Linked DNA regions of Mus musculus: region 1 is linked to region 2. A link is a contact called in public promoter capture Hi-C data. All regions are on one chromosome and are shown on one strand. Each heading gives the region's core, a stretch centred on a gene start, on an enhancer-like site or on the middle of the called end of the contact. The rest is flanking DNA. Distances are from core to core; before and after follow the strand shown.

What was found. Promoter capture Hi-C pulls out the DNA fragments that hold promoters and counts their contacts.
Region 1: a contact with region 2 is called in a promoter capture Hi-C map of liver, with 3 times the contacts expected there. The contact joins the promoter of Slc7a7 here to the promoter of Hnrnpc in region 2. A contact is called at or near these places in 1 of 39 promoter capture datasets (liver), 1 of 115 datasets of contacts at active chromatin or transcription factors (embryonic stem cells) and 1 of 9 other capture datasets (macrophages).

Annotation. Positions count from the first base shown.
Region 1 is chr14:54,408,825-54,411,869 of GRCm38.p6, forward strand. Slc7a7 (solute carrier family 7 (cationic amino acid transporter, y+ system), member 7) reads right to left here and starts at 1,379. Exons shown (of 10, transcript NM_001379499.1): 1 at 1,254-1,379; 2 at 1-224. The coding sequence starts at 180.
Region 2 is chr14:52,102,068-52,105,336 of GRCm38.p6, forward strand. It overlaps Hnrnpc (heterogeneous nuclear ribonucleoprotein C), which reads right to left and starts at 1,954. Exons shown (of 9, transcript NM_001170981.2): 1 at 1,822-1,954. It also overlaps a transcript of Rpgrip1 not described here.

The DNA.
Region 1 (3,045 bases), core at 129-2,628, 2.3 Mb after region 2:
AGGGGAGACAAAGATGCCGGAGCCGATCATGTTCCCCACTATGAGACACACGCCATTAAGCAGGGAGATCTCCTTCTTCAGTTTGACCTGCTCCGCCACTGGGCTGGCCCCATCCCCGAGAGCAGAGCCATCGTCGGCCTCGTGCTGAGCAGCCACTTCATACTTGGTGCTGTTGACCATGGCGAAGAGAAGGAAGACCTTCACCAGCTTGCTCGCATTGCCCTCTAAGGAAGAAAGAAGGCTGTGTTGGTCACTGCAGAATCTCTCCCTCCCACACCACAGGGCCCAAGGCAGTCAGCACCCACCAGTCCAGACACCCTCCTCACTTCTGTCTCCCCGCAACACCCAAGGCATGTCAAAATGACCCCGGCTTGGCTTTTCCCCCACAAAAGGGGAAAACATGCTAGCCTTAGGATGTAGCATACCTTATTTATCAGACAGCTGAACCCTCAACCTGTTATGACACAGGACAGGCATGAATGAGGCAGTTTGGTAAAACTTTTTTCTGCCTCCCCCTGACCCCCAAAGTCTCTCCCCTCTGATTTCAGTTTCAAATGTCCCTGCGCTGAGATGCCTGTATGAGGAACCAACCCTGAAACCAACTGATTCGCTAGATCCTCTTTTTGCTGATTTGCTGTTCTTTCCCCTAAGGAGTCTGTGTGCTGGGCTGAAGCTTTTAAAGCGCTCCTGCTACGGATGCACAGCCACCTCCCTGCTCGGGAATAGCCATTAACAAATGGTCAGCTGGCATCTTAGATGTTGGCAAAGCCCAAGCAGCCCCACCCATCCTGGAAAGAAAAAAAAAAAAAAAAAAAAAGACAGGAGATTGATTCGCTTTGTACTGCTTTTCCATTCCCAGATACCTGTCCCAGCCTCTAGCATCCCAGGCCTCCTGCTGCCAAATCTCTCACATCACACCAGCCAAAAAGTAGGAATGATCTTTCAGAAGGGTGGCCCAAACACACAGCAGAAACCAGAGATGACTGGAGGCAGTGGGTGGTGGCTGCCCACCCACCATAGACACCCACCATAGAACTGCTGGAGACATATCAAAGCAAACCAAGGAAAAGAAAGAGCTAAGGCCAGACAGCAGATGCCCTGAAATACAGAGCTAGAGACAGCTGCACAAAATAGGAAAGCAATCAGACAAATGGCGAAACACTACAGCCAGAGGCTCTGTAGCTCGAGGAAGTGACTGGACAGACAGAGAACAGCAGAGGGTTTAGCAAGGGGACAGGGTGGGGCACACTCACTCCCTGGCTCTGGATATAAGGAGGTTCCCACAGCAATGGCCAGCCGCAGTCTCTGAGACAAAGAGGCACACACACCCTCCAAGAACAGAGATCTGACAGCTCCTCCTTCCTCCAGCAGTAAGAGGGAAACCCAGACAAACGCCTACCGGATTTAAGTCAGGTCAAGAAGGGAGGAGGAGGTGAGGGAGCTAGGAAAGGAAGGGGTGAGGAAAAGGGAGAGGAGCGTTAAGCAACCCTCTGGGTCCAAGGTTCACAGGCCTTTCATATCTGCGAAAGGGGCAGCTAGGAGCTCCTGGCTCAGCACTTTCTGTGATAAGAAGGTGCTCGATCAGGAATCTCCTTTGTCAGCTCTGCCCCGGGACAGGAGGCCCAGAGGAAGGGACAGCTAACTAACTGGGTGTGCTCTCTGAAACCCCAGAGAGTCTAATAAGTTACCAAGTACAGAGCACTGGTGGCACAGACCTCTCCCCATGTGTCCTCCCTCCATGGCCCACCCAAACTTCACTTCTCTCTCTCACCCGAAACAAGAAAGGCAGGAAGGTTAGAGAATGGGACGCATTGTTCACAGGCTGAGATTGGCGGAAGTATGGGAGTGGTTCAGACGCCCCATGTGGCGCTCTAAGTGAGATCGCTGTACACTTCCCCATGCAGAGAAAGGGGTGGCTGCCTCTAAACCGGGGCATCACCCCCAAAGTCTGACCCTCGAGCGATTTCAAAAGAAATATGGTTCAGAAATGAGATCAAACTTCTAGATCCAACTCCATTCCACCATTATGCTCTTTCATTCTTAGGGAAACACACTACAACCTCTGGAGCGCCCAAAACTTCCTATGTAGGTCTCAGTACAAGCTTTCCTCCATTTCTTAAAAATATATGGAGGCCCAGACGTGAATGGCTCATACCTGTAATCCCACATCCAGAAGGTTGAGACAGGAGGGTCCTATTTGGTTAAGGCCAGACTAGAGACCCCATGTCAAAGGTGGGGGAGGGGGAGAGGGGCTGCCAAGATGAAGCCCATGATGGAAGGAGAAAATTTCCTACTGTTCTACGAGCGTGCGCGCACTACAATAAAAAAATTAGCTGAGCACCGTGGTACACACCTTTAAACCCAGCACTCTGGGGGCAAAGGCAGGGAGCTCTCTGAGTTCAAAGATCAAGGACAGCCTGGTCTACAGAGTGAGTTCTAGGGCAGCAAGGGCTATGAGGAGAAACTCTGCCTCAAAAGAAAAAAAAAACAAGCTAACATAATAATAATAATGTGTGTGTGTATGTGTGTGTGTGTGTGTGTGTGTGTGTGTGTGTGTGTATGGAAAGTTGGAGTATAGCTCAATGGTAGAGCGCTTACCTACCCCCAAGGCACAAAAATAGTGTGGAAATAAGGTTTCACTGAACTATGTTAGACAGGCCCAGAATAAACAGAAAAAGTTCTACAATTTGAAATCACAGTTTATTCTACCTTTATAATCGACTTTAACTCTGGTATACTGAGCCTTTTTTGGCAGCTTACCTGTTCTGAAACCCAACTGTGTATCCCTTCTTCTTCTACCTCTTCTTCACTCTTTGGTTATTCTACAGAAATAGTCAGAGACAGTTCATCTCTATGCTCACTCACCCTCCCAGCCCAGCCCCTTGATGTTCTTAGCTAAACCGAGATGGGATGCTGGGCTTAGGCCTCCCAAAAACTGTGCTTTGAGGATGGAGAGATGGCTCAGCAGTTGAGAGCACTTTCTGTTCTTGAGAAGACCCGAGCACCACACCCAGCACCCACATGGCAGCTCACAACTCCAGTTTC
Region 2 (3,269 bases), core at 704-3,203:
ACAGCCAAAGCTACAGAGAAACCCTGTCTGGGGGGAAAACAACAACAACAAACAAAAAAGACATGCAGAAGGCTAATGTTTTTTTCCTTTAGAGAGGGTCTATACCCCAAGCTGGACCAAGGATGGCCTCAAACTCTTCCTACCTCTATCTCCCAAGTGCTCAAATTACCAGAGTAGGCCATTTACATTCTATGAAGTATGCTTTAAAGTATAATTTGTATAGTTTAAAATTAGTACCATATTTTTTTTGTGACTTAAACCCCAATTGTTTTTCTGTGTACCCCTGGCTGTCCTGGAACTCACTCTACAGCAGGCTAGCCTTGAATTCAGTTATCTGCCTTTCTAGTGCTTAAAGACTATGCCAGCACACACAGTGAAATACCAATTTTATAGTACGTTTACCTAATAAAATAACTCCCAATTAAATATGATACAAAAACCCCATACTCTTAGTACCAGGGATTGAATCCAGGTCTTCCTGAATACTAAGCACTAACACTAGGCTACATTAAAAAGAACTCAACACCTAGCCGGGCGTGGTGGCGCACGCCTTTAATCCCAGCACTCGGGAGGCAGAGGCAGGCGGATTTCTGAGTTCGAGGCCAGCCTGGTCTACAAAGTGAGTTCCAGGACAGCCAGGGCTATACAGAGAAACCCTGTCTTGAAAAACCAAAAAAAAAAAAAAAAAAAAAAAAAAAAAGAACTCAACACCTACAAGAGAGAAACTAATTTGTTTTTAAGCACGGTTTTACTATGTAGTCCTGGGCTGCCTTGCAATGGGTAAGGGGTCCTGTCTCAGAGCCTCCACAATACAAAGATTACTGGCCTGCACTATCATACATAGCTATAAACTGCCTTTTTGAGTTTTAGAGGGATAGGACTAGTACTGAGGTAGCTGTAAACCCTTGCTGTGCCTTTTAATTATTGTTCCCAAGTCCAGCTTGAAATTTTTCTGCTAACATCCGTGTCAGGTCCCCTCCCCCCAAAAATAAGCCTTTCCCCCTATTTATTTATTTACGAAACAGAGTTTCTCTGTGTATCCTGGGCAGTCCTAGAACTCAAAGAGATCTGCCTGTCTCTGCCTCCCAAGTGCTGGGATTAAAGGCGCGCACCACCTAGAAACTCAGTGAAAATACTTGACCTGTCTAGTACGATCCTGTCAACCGCTTCTAAGGCTCAATTCTCTCTATGACAGTAGTACCTACCTCAAGTTCCACTAACTTATGATTTGTAACCTGCAGATAAAATGTGAGCTGTAATTATTCCAATTAAAATTAATCTTCCGCACTTCCCTTTACAAACACAAGCACTCCGACTTTTAACCATTTTACCCCTAGAGGAAAAAAGTAATGATTACTCAACCTATTGTTAAAACGCCGTTCAGATGCCATGTAGCCAGCCTGGAATTTAGAAGCTTCCAGTCCGACACCACCATGTTATCGCTCCCCTACCCCCACCCAGCGTCTATCTTCGGAAGTGATAACGGAATCCGTAAGATATCCCCGACAATTACATCAACAAGCATTTCGTTCTTCGCTTTCTTGGTCCCCCCTTGGAATCCCTGATGGGCAAAGAAAATCAAAGTAGCCGTTAAACCCGAGCGCGCAGACAGGGTATTTTCGTACGCACCGTGGCCTGGAGGTCACTAGGTTGACTCCGCGCCAAGGCCGAGGCCCTGTTGCCTCCCGCATGAGACCCAAGTCCCCACCGCACGGGAACAAACGCGGCCTCGGCTTCTGCCGCGAGGCCGGTTTCCCCCTTACACACGCTGGCGGGGCCCAGCAGCCCAGGGCCTCCCCTGCACTCGCCCCCTTCGCTTACCAAAAGGAAGGAGAGAGAGAAGAGACCGCCTCTCCTACTGCGAGTCTACGCCGAGACGCCGGAGCTACAACAGCGAAGAACCACACGACCGTTCGCTCTCCGTCTCCTCACAAAATGGCCCCCGAGCTCCTCTGCCGCCGAGGCGAAAGTCCAGCCCCCGCCTCGTTCCTGGAGGCGTTCCTATTGGCTGTGACTTTTCTCGCTCCCGCTCCTAATTAGCGAGCGCTACCGCTCCTCACAATTCCGTCCAATCATAATCCGAGGTGGGTTGGGCTAATTGCGAGAATTTCCACATGCGTAACAGAGGCTAGTTAGTAATTGGTTCAGCTTCATGCCACTTAGTGACTGACGGATGGTTATTGGTCAATGTACCAGACGGAAAGCTGGGTGGAATTTTCGCCTTTGTATCGCGCACAGCTTCTCATCCGGGTATCCGGCGGATCTGACTGACGGCCGCATCGTCCTATCAGTGCTTCTGAGAGCTCCCAGGTCCGGCCAGATCACCGCATTTCCGCGGCGCGGGGGTGGGAGAGCCTGGGTGGAGTCTGGTAGCGGGTGCAAACGGCCTGCCCTAGCCCCAGGCCTAGGAAAAGGGAAACGCAAACAAGCTTCTGAGAAGGGAGGAGAGTTATCTCTAGGCCGTCTACTAGCTCTGCAGTTATTATCAAATTCAGATCCCTTCTTTCTGCCAGATTCTATAAGCTGTTGGGAGGACATGGCCTTCTCAGTGAACAGCTCCCCCTCCAAACCAACTGGGTTCTGTAGTTCTCTCCTGCAGGAGCAATTACCCGACCTCCTATAAACCCGCTTCCTTGTCCCAAGTCGCCACACAGTCTGCAAACCCAATGGCCAGCCACCTCAATTTCCCACTTTCTAGAATAGACTACTTAATCCCCTCAGGTTTGGTCTGCCACTAAAGCTCTGGTTATACTGTAGGAACATTAAATACACTGAAATGTATATATAGCTTACGGAGAAAAGGAGATTGTATCCCAGAAAAATTTCCTGATTTTTTTTAATCTTTAGATCTTTAAACCTTTGCCTTTTTCTTTCTTTCCTTTTTTTTCTTTTTTTTTTTTTTTTAAGAAAAAGATTTATTTACTGTTTTTATATGAGTACACTGTAGCTGTCTTCAGACACACCAGAAGAGGGCATCCGATCCCACTACAGATGGTTGTGAGCCACCATGTGGTTACGATCAGGACCTTTGGAAGAGCAGTCAGTCCTCTTAACCTCTGAGCCATCTCTCCTGCCTAGCCTTTGTCATTTTCAAAAGATTTATTTTATGTAAACCAGTCCAACGAGTTTATGTGTTCCCAATTTTACATCTTATTTTTAAAAAGAAAAGTTTGGGCTAGGTAGTGTTTCAAGTGCAAGCCAGCCTGGTCAAGTTTCAGGACAGCTAGAGCTATAGAGTGAAACTCTATCTTGAAAAAACAATAAATATA